2 separate regions of the Mus musculus genome follow, and region 1 is linked to region 2. Evidence: chromatin contacts called from public Hi-C data. All regions are on one chromosome and are shown on one strand. The core of a region is the stretch at or near the end of the contact, and the rest is flanking DNA. Distances in the headings are between cores, read along the strand shown. Region 1 has its middle 110 kb from the start of Lrig1. Region 2 holds the start of Lrig1 (leucine-rich repeats and immunoglobulin-like domains 1).

Region 1 (3,611 bases), core at 899-3,398, 110 kb before region 2:
TGATCAGAAATGATGAATGTAGTGGCCGACCCCTGAGATAAGGCATCAGTCCACGTGGTGGTGTTCCCTTGTGCCTGTCCTGTGAAGGCTTGCGACTCAGGAGATTTGCCTCTAAGCATAGGCCATCCCAGCCTACATAGTACCAGAGTGACCTGAACAATGGTGAGCCTAGGCCACATGGCATCTGACAGCCTTCCTTAAACAACAACAAAAGTTACAATAAAGGAAAGAGAAGAGAGGGCCAGACAATCAGGACCAGCTCCTTGGGCCCACAGTCAGGTAAAGCCAATGCCTATAAAGACAGTAGACTGTAGTGGAAAATTTGCAGGTCTGTACATAATGATGGACTGCTGGACTCTCAGTCTACCCAGATATACAGTGAGACAACACAGACCTGTTTTACTAGAAGAAAGCCAAGGGCTTCCAAGAAAAGGCTCGTTGACAAGTTACCTTTCTCTTACTTTGCTAGGACTGTGTGTTTCATGTTTACAATAAGCGTTTACAACAGAAATTCCTCCTCCCCAGCTTTATCCATCACGACGACTCACTTCCTCTCCTTTCCCCAGAAATAACCCACATCACTGGTTTCTTCCCACTGTTTCCAGGGACAGTTGGTCCATGCAGATCTAAGCAAATGAGTGTTTCAGGCGCTTTCCCTTTCTTCCCTCTGTGTTAATGTGGTGAGCTGAGTGGGCATGAGTAAGAATTTTCCAGAGAAAGTGGTTCAGAGAATGACAGGAAAAGCACAAGTTAGAAGCAAGAGAAAGTTGTGGAGTGAGGAGAAGGGACATCACAGCAGAAATGCTGGATGCAGCCTACTGCTCTGCAAACACTATTAGGCAGGGAGGGAAGAGAGACTGGACTGAGGCAAGCCTTCACTGTCAAGTTGCAGAACACAGAGCCAATCTGGTTGGCATCTGGGATCCAATAAAGGCTTTTTGTTCACACAAGAGTGATATGTGCTATTGGCGTTCTGGCAGCTGGTAGGGGGCAGATATGGAAGTGAGCCTCGAATGCCAGATGGAAAAGGTGAGTCGCTCCCTCACGAGGAGATTATTAAATAAAGAGGGGATAGGGCTCTGTTTGGAGAGTGCTTGTCTAGCACGCACAAGGCCCAGGGTTTGATTCCTAGCATTGTGTAAACTGGATGTAGTGGTATATGCCTTGTAATCTTGGCATTTGGGAAATGGAGGCCAGAAGATCCGAAGTTCAAAGTCAGCCTCAGCTATACAGTGAGTTGAGGCCAGCCCGGGCTGTGTGAGAGCCTATCTCAGAAAACCAAAATAAATTAATAGAGGAAGAAACCATGCTAAAGGCAGACTAATCTATCAGCAAAATGCCTGAGGGAACTCTAGGTTAGAGACAGAGTTACTACTGCCCCTAATCCTAAGGAGAAATGCAGGTCTGTTATCTATTTGTGAAAAGAAGGAAGGAATCTCTACCAGCTATCTATTGCTCCCTAACAACCTAGTACTCTCAAAACCTTCCAATATCAAAGTTTCTGGGATCATTCAGGCTCCCTGCCTAGCATCCCCACCTAAATTATAATCAAGATGCCGCCAAGACAGAGGCTTCCACAGAAGGTTCCCCTGAGGAAGGGCCCTCTGCTCTCATCCTCGTGGTTGCTGGCAGAGTACCATTATGAAAATGTTGTTACACAGGAGACCCGAGCTCCATGTTCACTGCAAGACAAAGAACAGACACACTCGGTTTTCCTTGACGTTCCTGGGGTTCTTGCCCAAGTGAGTTTGCTTCATGACAAGACCAAGCCAGCAAGACAGAAGTCCAGCCCTCTGTAACTTAATTAAAGAAATGACAACCCGTCAACTTGGCCAGCTCTGATGATTGGAAGCAAGTCATGAGGTCCAACCCACACTGAGGGCTGGGCAGAGGAGGGAACAAAGGCCTGATACAAGGAGTTGTGGTCACTGGGGCCTGTTTAGAAGGTGAGGTTTGCTCCTGTGAGTGTTCCTTACCTGACTGGGAACAAGACAAGGCCTGGAGTGCTTTGTCCCTCACCCCCCGCCCCCATCCAGCCAGGAAATCATCTTGCTCCCCCTTGGCCTGCCGATCAACATCTGGGGCTAGTGATCCCTGCTACAGCATCATCCACTTCTGATAATCAGATGCCTCTTCTGACGTCAGAGCATCTGGGAACAGTTAGAGGCAAGCTGTGCTGGCTGAGTCTTCCTGCCAGCATCGGCTGATTGTGGACAGTGCCGTGCTCGGCCCCTATGGTGTATGATGGCCACGCACTGAAGGACTTGTTAAACACACAGATCAAGTCTTAACAACAGTCTTCAGTGGACCCTTACTTTCGCAGACAGAGTTGGCTGGCAGGTTTGCTGAAGGATTTACTCTGCTGCGAGCAGGGTTTCCACAAACAGTCATGTCAGAAAGGGGCAGACAACCCAAAGGCAAGGCTGGAGGAACTAACTGAGAGCTCAGAGCCCAGCTGTGTCAACTGCTATTCCAAACCACCCGAGGCAAAGAGAAATGACAACAGCTGTCATTGTGTGTGCAGACCGTGGTCCAGGAGGGGCTGAGCATGTGACCTTGGGGGTCTAGTTTTCACTCCCTGGTAGAACAGAGTTAAGGTTGTCATCCCCAGTTGGCTGAGGAGAAGCTGACTGAGAGATAAAGGGGTGCACGTGGACCTGCACAGACACTGGTCAGCAGCTCTAGGTAGGGACCATCTGCCTCCAAAGCTTACCACTCTGAAACTGGACACCAGCAGTGATTTATCTTCATCGATGGTTACAAACTATAAGAAGGCTTCAGAAGAGACTTGAGGGAAGGGACAAGAAGTTTTCATCACTAAAGGGTCTCTTATCATCTGCATCACACAGATGAAGAGTCTGGGCTCTCAAGAGAACGAGTCTTTGCACAAGACCGCCTTGCAGGGCACTGGGGAACCAAGTCAAAGCCAGGTCGCACTGGCTCCAAACCTCACAGTCTTCCTCATGTCTTTCCCGCTGAGGGAAATCCCAACATATCATCTCTCAGAAGATGAGAGTCATTACTTCCTGATTTCTATAGACTCCATGTGAGTGCTAATTTCAAATCACACGTAGCCACGGGAGGTTGTTCGACCTCTCAGAACAATTACAGCTGGAACGGGGTGGGAGGTGGGGGTGGGGTGGGGGGAGGGCAGGCTCAACCTGTTGCTTCCAGCTTGTTGGATGGCTTATCTCCACACACATTAAAAACATATGGGAGGTCAAAGCTCCATGCGCTAGCCTGGCGGGGGAGCAGGGAACTGGATAAGCAAATATGCATACCTCCCCGATCCCAACTGCTGGACTCTTGTTGCCAACTGACGTAATTTCCTGTGCTTATTCCAAACTAGTCATGAGGGCAGGAAGTATTGTGATGACCAGAACCAGGCCAGTTAGGCTAGCAGCTGCCTGCACATTGCCTTCTTCCTTGATTTAAAAAAAAAAATCAGTGGAACTTGGGGGTAGGATGTTTTTAAGGAAAGGAATGGTAGCTGCTTCTTAGGGAAACTCAGCTGAGAGTCAACAAACCGCCCACCAAACAGTTCCCTGTTTCACACAGCACAAGCTCTGTGAGGTACCTGCTATGTGCCATCACTGCGGCAGTTGCTATGA
Region 2 (4,128 bases), core at 1,253-3,752:
CATACACATAAATTTAAAAAAAAATCATTACAAATTTAAAATAAAAATTTAAATTAGATTTGTGTGTGTGTGTGTGTGTGTGTGTGTGCGCGCGCGCGTGCGCGCGTGCGTGCTCATGTGTGGAGGCCAAGGATAGCCTGCAGGAATCTGCTCTCTCCTTCCACCTTGTGAGTTTCAACGATCAAATTGCTCTCTCATTCTACCATCCTACTGGTCTAAATTACTCTTTTGTCCCAGCCCTTGGGATGCCGAGGCAGGAGGATTGCTGCAAGTTTGGTGCTAGCCTCACTATATAGTGAGATGTTGTTTCAAAGAAAAAGAAGGTGGGGGGCAGAGAGATTTCTCAGTGGTTAAGTATTCCTCTTGTAGAGAATTCCGTTTCCAGCATCCATGTCAGGTGGTTTACAACTACCTGTGTTAAGCTACAGTGGCTGTTGGCTTCCTTGGATGTCCTGCACTCATGCCCATATACATACTCACAGACATACGTACATGCACACACATATGCAATTAAAAATAAAAGGAATCTTTAAAGTGTACTATTTTGTCTTGAAATTCGTAAGCACCATGATAGAGGACTCCAATTTGCAGCTCTTGTATATTCCATTCCCCAGCTTCCTATTTCTACCCAAGGGCATGAAAACAAGGAGACCTGTTTCTCCTTATCCAGTTGGAAGGTGTATGCTAATGTGGACTGCATGTGTAGCACATATGTTCCTGCTCATGCGTGCATGTGCACACAGATACTAGTTGGAGCTTTCCTGTTAAGATTTCTGAGGTATTACATTTGGCTTAATTTATGCACGTGTGGACACTGCTTCACCATCACTTCTGAGATATACAGAAAATGGGAGAGAAACCCAACAGCATTGCTCTATAGTGTAGGCAATCAGGAGAAAGGGAAGGCTGGTGTAAGGATGAAAAGAATGGCAAACAAAGCCGGGCATGCTGCACACACCTGTAATGCCAGTTGTTCCAGAAGACTGAAACAGGAGCATAATAAGGTTGAGGGAGTCTGGGCTACATGATGAGACTCAAACAATCAAAAAAGAAGGAAGAAAGAAGGCAAGGAAAGAAAGAGACAGAAAGCACAGACAGCTAGGCAACAATCACCTGACTACTAAATACAGGTCCAATTTTGGTTTAAAAAAAAAGCAAAACTTGAGGGACAGCCACGTTTAGCATCAAATCGTATTTCTTGAATATGTCAAACATGTAATGAAATCCCTTTAACTGTTCGGTGTTTTTCTTCCCGATGAACAGCGTTCCTACTCCCTTTCTATAAAGCCTAAGTTAGATTTAACCGTGCTGGAACAAATGTTTTCCAGAAGACTCCAGCGCCTTAGTTTCCCTGACCCTGTGTGCAGTTCGGACATCAGCAAGTCAAACCGCCCAGAGGCGGCAGATATGTATTACAGTGCTAATCTCTTCCCCCCGCCCCCCCGCCCCACTCCATTAAGTGTGTGTGTGTTCGCGCGCGTGTGCTCGCCTATGTCCAAGCACTGTTTCACATGGCGGCTATCAATCTATTCTGATCCGTGTTTGCCAAACTAACAGGTTCTCTCTCTCTCTCTCTCTCTCTCTCTCTCTCTCTCTCTCTCTCTCTCTCTCTCTCCTCTCTCCCTCCCCCCACCTCTCTCACTGTCTATAAAGAGCACGTCACGGATAATTTCTTGGAAATTGTATTTTAAAGGCACTGATTTTCAATAACAAAACACACCACCACAGCAACCCCCTTTATCCAAGTCCAGAGCACTTCCCGAACTATCCTTCAACTAACTAGGGGCGGGGAAGTGGGCGTGCCCTCAAGATTCAATTTCTGCAGCACACAGTCATTTCGGTAGTCAAGGACACATTTCTGGATTAAAGATATCAAGAAGAACGAGTGTGGAGCACAGATGGGAAAGGGGGCCCCACCTCTGAGGAAATAGCTGAGAAACTCATGAAAGCAAGTTTTAAATCTTTTTTTTTTTTCTTTTGCAAGGCACCTGAAAAAGGGTGCTCGTTTGCTGTAAATCCACCATGATGTTTTTAGTTTAGGAGAGCAGAATAAACCTTGGGTCCAGATAGCTCCCAAACCCGTGGATTACAAACTTTCTCTCTTCTCCTAGGCTCAATGGACCGAAGCTTAGGCCACTTTTCCAGATTCTGGTACTTGGTAGCCAAAACCCTACAAGTCTCCTTTAAGAGGAGGCAGCACGCCTCTCCTTTTCCCCGCCCCGTCCCCGCCTTTCACACCTTGGGTGGGAAAAGCGAGCGGAGGCGGGACCTCAGGGAGCGAGCGCTCTTATGGGTTAGGACGCCAAAAAGGCGCTCCAGGAGCCAATGAGCAACGGGCAGGGCGGGGCGTAATGCTGTAGCCCTGCAGCCAACGTGGGCCGATCTGCGCCCCGGGGCCCCATCGGAGGGGTGTGTGAGGGCGAGCAGCCGGGGCGGGGCCTGGGGCCGCGGGGCTGGACCGCGGAGCGGCTGGCCGCTGATTGTTCGCAGCGCTGAGGCACGGTGCGCTCCGGCCGCTCCGGGACGGGCAGGCGCGTGGGGTCCACGGCTATCATCAGCTCAGCGCCCTCAGTGAGATGCCCGCCCGCGCCACGCGCAGAGGCCGAGGCTAAGCGTTTTCAGTCCTCAGAGGCGGCGGCTCTCGGCGTGCGCCCGAGCTCTGAAGGCGACTCTCAGCGCGGCGGGAAGGACGAGCAGCGGCGGCCGGGCACTCACTGCGGGACTCCACAGAGTTCGCCGCGCGCGGGGCTCGGCCCGGATGGGCGCGGGGGTGGCGGTCCCCGCAGGGTGCTGCGAAGCGGCCCGGGCAGAGCGTGCCGGCTGAGCGCCGCGGCCCCGGAGCCGACTGGAGTCGGGCGTCCATGTCCCGGCGCGGAGCCTAGCTCCGAGCGCAGCCCGCGCCCGCGGCCGCCCGCACCTCGCAGCCCTCGCTCCCCGGCTTCGCGGCGCGTTCCAGACAAGATGGCGCGGCCCGGTCCGGGAGTGCTCGGAGCCCCGCGCCTTGCGCCTCGCCTTCTGCTCTGGCTGCTCTTGCTGCTACTGCAATGGCCGGAGTCAGCGGGCGCCCAGGCTGGCCCGCGGGCCCCCTGCGCGGCCGCCTGCACTTGCGCCGGGGACTCGCTGGACTGCAGTGGGCGCGGGCTGGCGACGCTGCCCCGGGACCTGCCCTCCTGGACGCGCAGCCTGTGAGTATCGCCTTTGCCTCTCGTCCGGGCGCTGTCACTAAGACGGGGCTGCTGGTGTGCTCAGCCGGAGAGGGTGCGGAGTGCGCTCTGTGGGCTGGGGAGACTTGTGGGTGGCCGAGTGGAGGTCACGCGTGGGAGCTCGGGAGAGAGGACTCTGCTTCTGGGGTTTGAAGGTGAGCGTGATTCTGGAGGAGCCTGCCTTGCGGCGAGCGTGTGTTGTGGAGAGGATGCAGGACATGAGTGATCCTGTAAGGGTGATCGAGTGTGCCTCGTGAAGTCTGGAAGTCAGCGAGTGTGGGCCGTGGAGGTGAGCCACCGGTTTGTGATTTGAAACTGAGTGAGAGTGCTGTGGAGCGCGAAATATGTGTGTGTGTAGAGTGGAGGTGAGCGAATTTGTGTGCATGTGAGACGGACGCAATGGCAGAGTGTAGGAGCCTGTGTTGGGATTGGGATCCATGGCTGTATCTTTTCTCCTGTGCTGTATGTAACCCAGCCCTTAGGTGTCTTGAGTTCCCTCAACTTACCTTCAGTTGGTAATGAATGACAGTGACTCACATCTCCAGGGTTCATGCTATTTATACTGTGTATTAGTGAGTATGTGTTGCAGTCTCCTGATCACCAGACAATCGTGGTGGCTTGACTTGGCATTGGCCAGGGCAAAAGGGACCCTGTCCTGAAGAAGCCAGGAGTTGAGAAGCTTTGAGACAGTTCTTGGAGATGTCTGAGTGTGGCTGTTAGCTCTTTTCCGCATGGCTGGCAAGTACAGGAACTGTGTTCCAGATCCCTTCCTGTCTGTTCCCTGGGGTCCCCTTGGGCTTGATCCACTGGGGCTGGGTCTGCTCCTACCCTCGAGTTTCTCCTCCATAAATGGCACAAGTTAGTTGTGGAGTAGTGCTACTATGGGAGAAGGTGACAGGGGGCCTGGCTAGCTCTGTCAGTTTAG

The links. A called contact is a pair of places that touch in the nucleus more often than the background predicts.
Region 1: a Hi-C map of the N1E-115 cell line shows a contact between it and region 2, with 7 times the contacts expected there. The contact joins the enhancer-like site here to the promoter of Lrig1 in region 2. A contact is called at or near these places in 3 of 39 promoter capture datasets (the 3T3-L1 cell line, cranial neural crest and liver), 15 of 484 Hi-C or Micro-C datasets (the 3T3-L1 cell line, the N1E-115 cell line, cerebral cortex and 10 more), 6 of 115 datasets of contacts at active chromatin or transcription factors (embryonic hindbrain, embryonic limb bud, embryonic stem cells and 3 more) and 2 of 9 other capture datasets (adipose tissue and embryonic stem cells).

Annotation. Positions count from the first base shown.
Region 1 is chr6:94,805,553-94,809,163 of GRCm38.p6, reverse strand. No RefSeq gene overlaps it. Among named protein-coding and RNA genes, the nearest start is that of Lrig1, 110 kb to the right of the region's middle. Within about 2 kb of position 2,148, at least 58 of the 459 cell types and tissues checked have an H3K27ac peak or open chromatin away from gene starts, as enhancers often do. A contact at or near this core is called in the N1E-115 cell line, heart atrium, muscle stem cells and 3 more, where this site is marked.
Region 2 is chr6:94,698,519-94,702,646 of GRCm38.p6, reverse strand. Lrig1 (leucine-rich repeats and immunoglobulin-like domains 1) reads left to right here and starts at 2,502. Exons shown (of 19, transcript NM_008377.2): 1 at 2,502-3,185. The coding sequence starts at 2,962.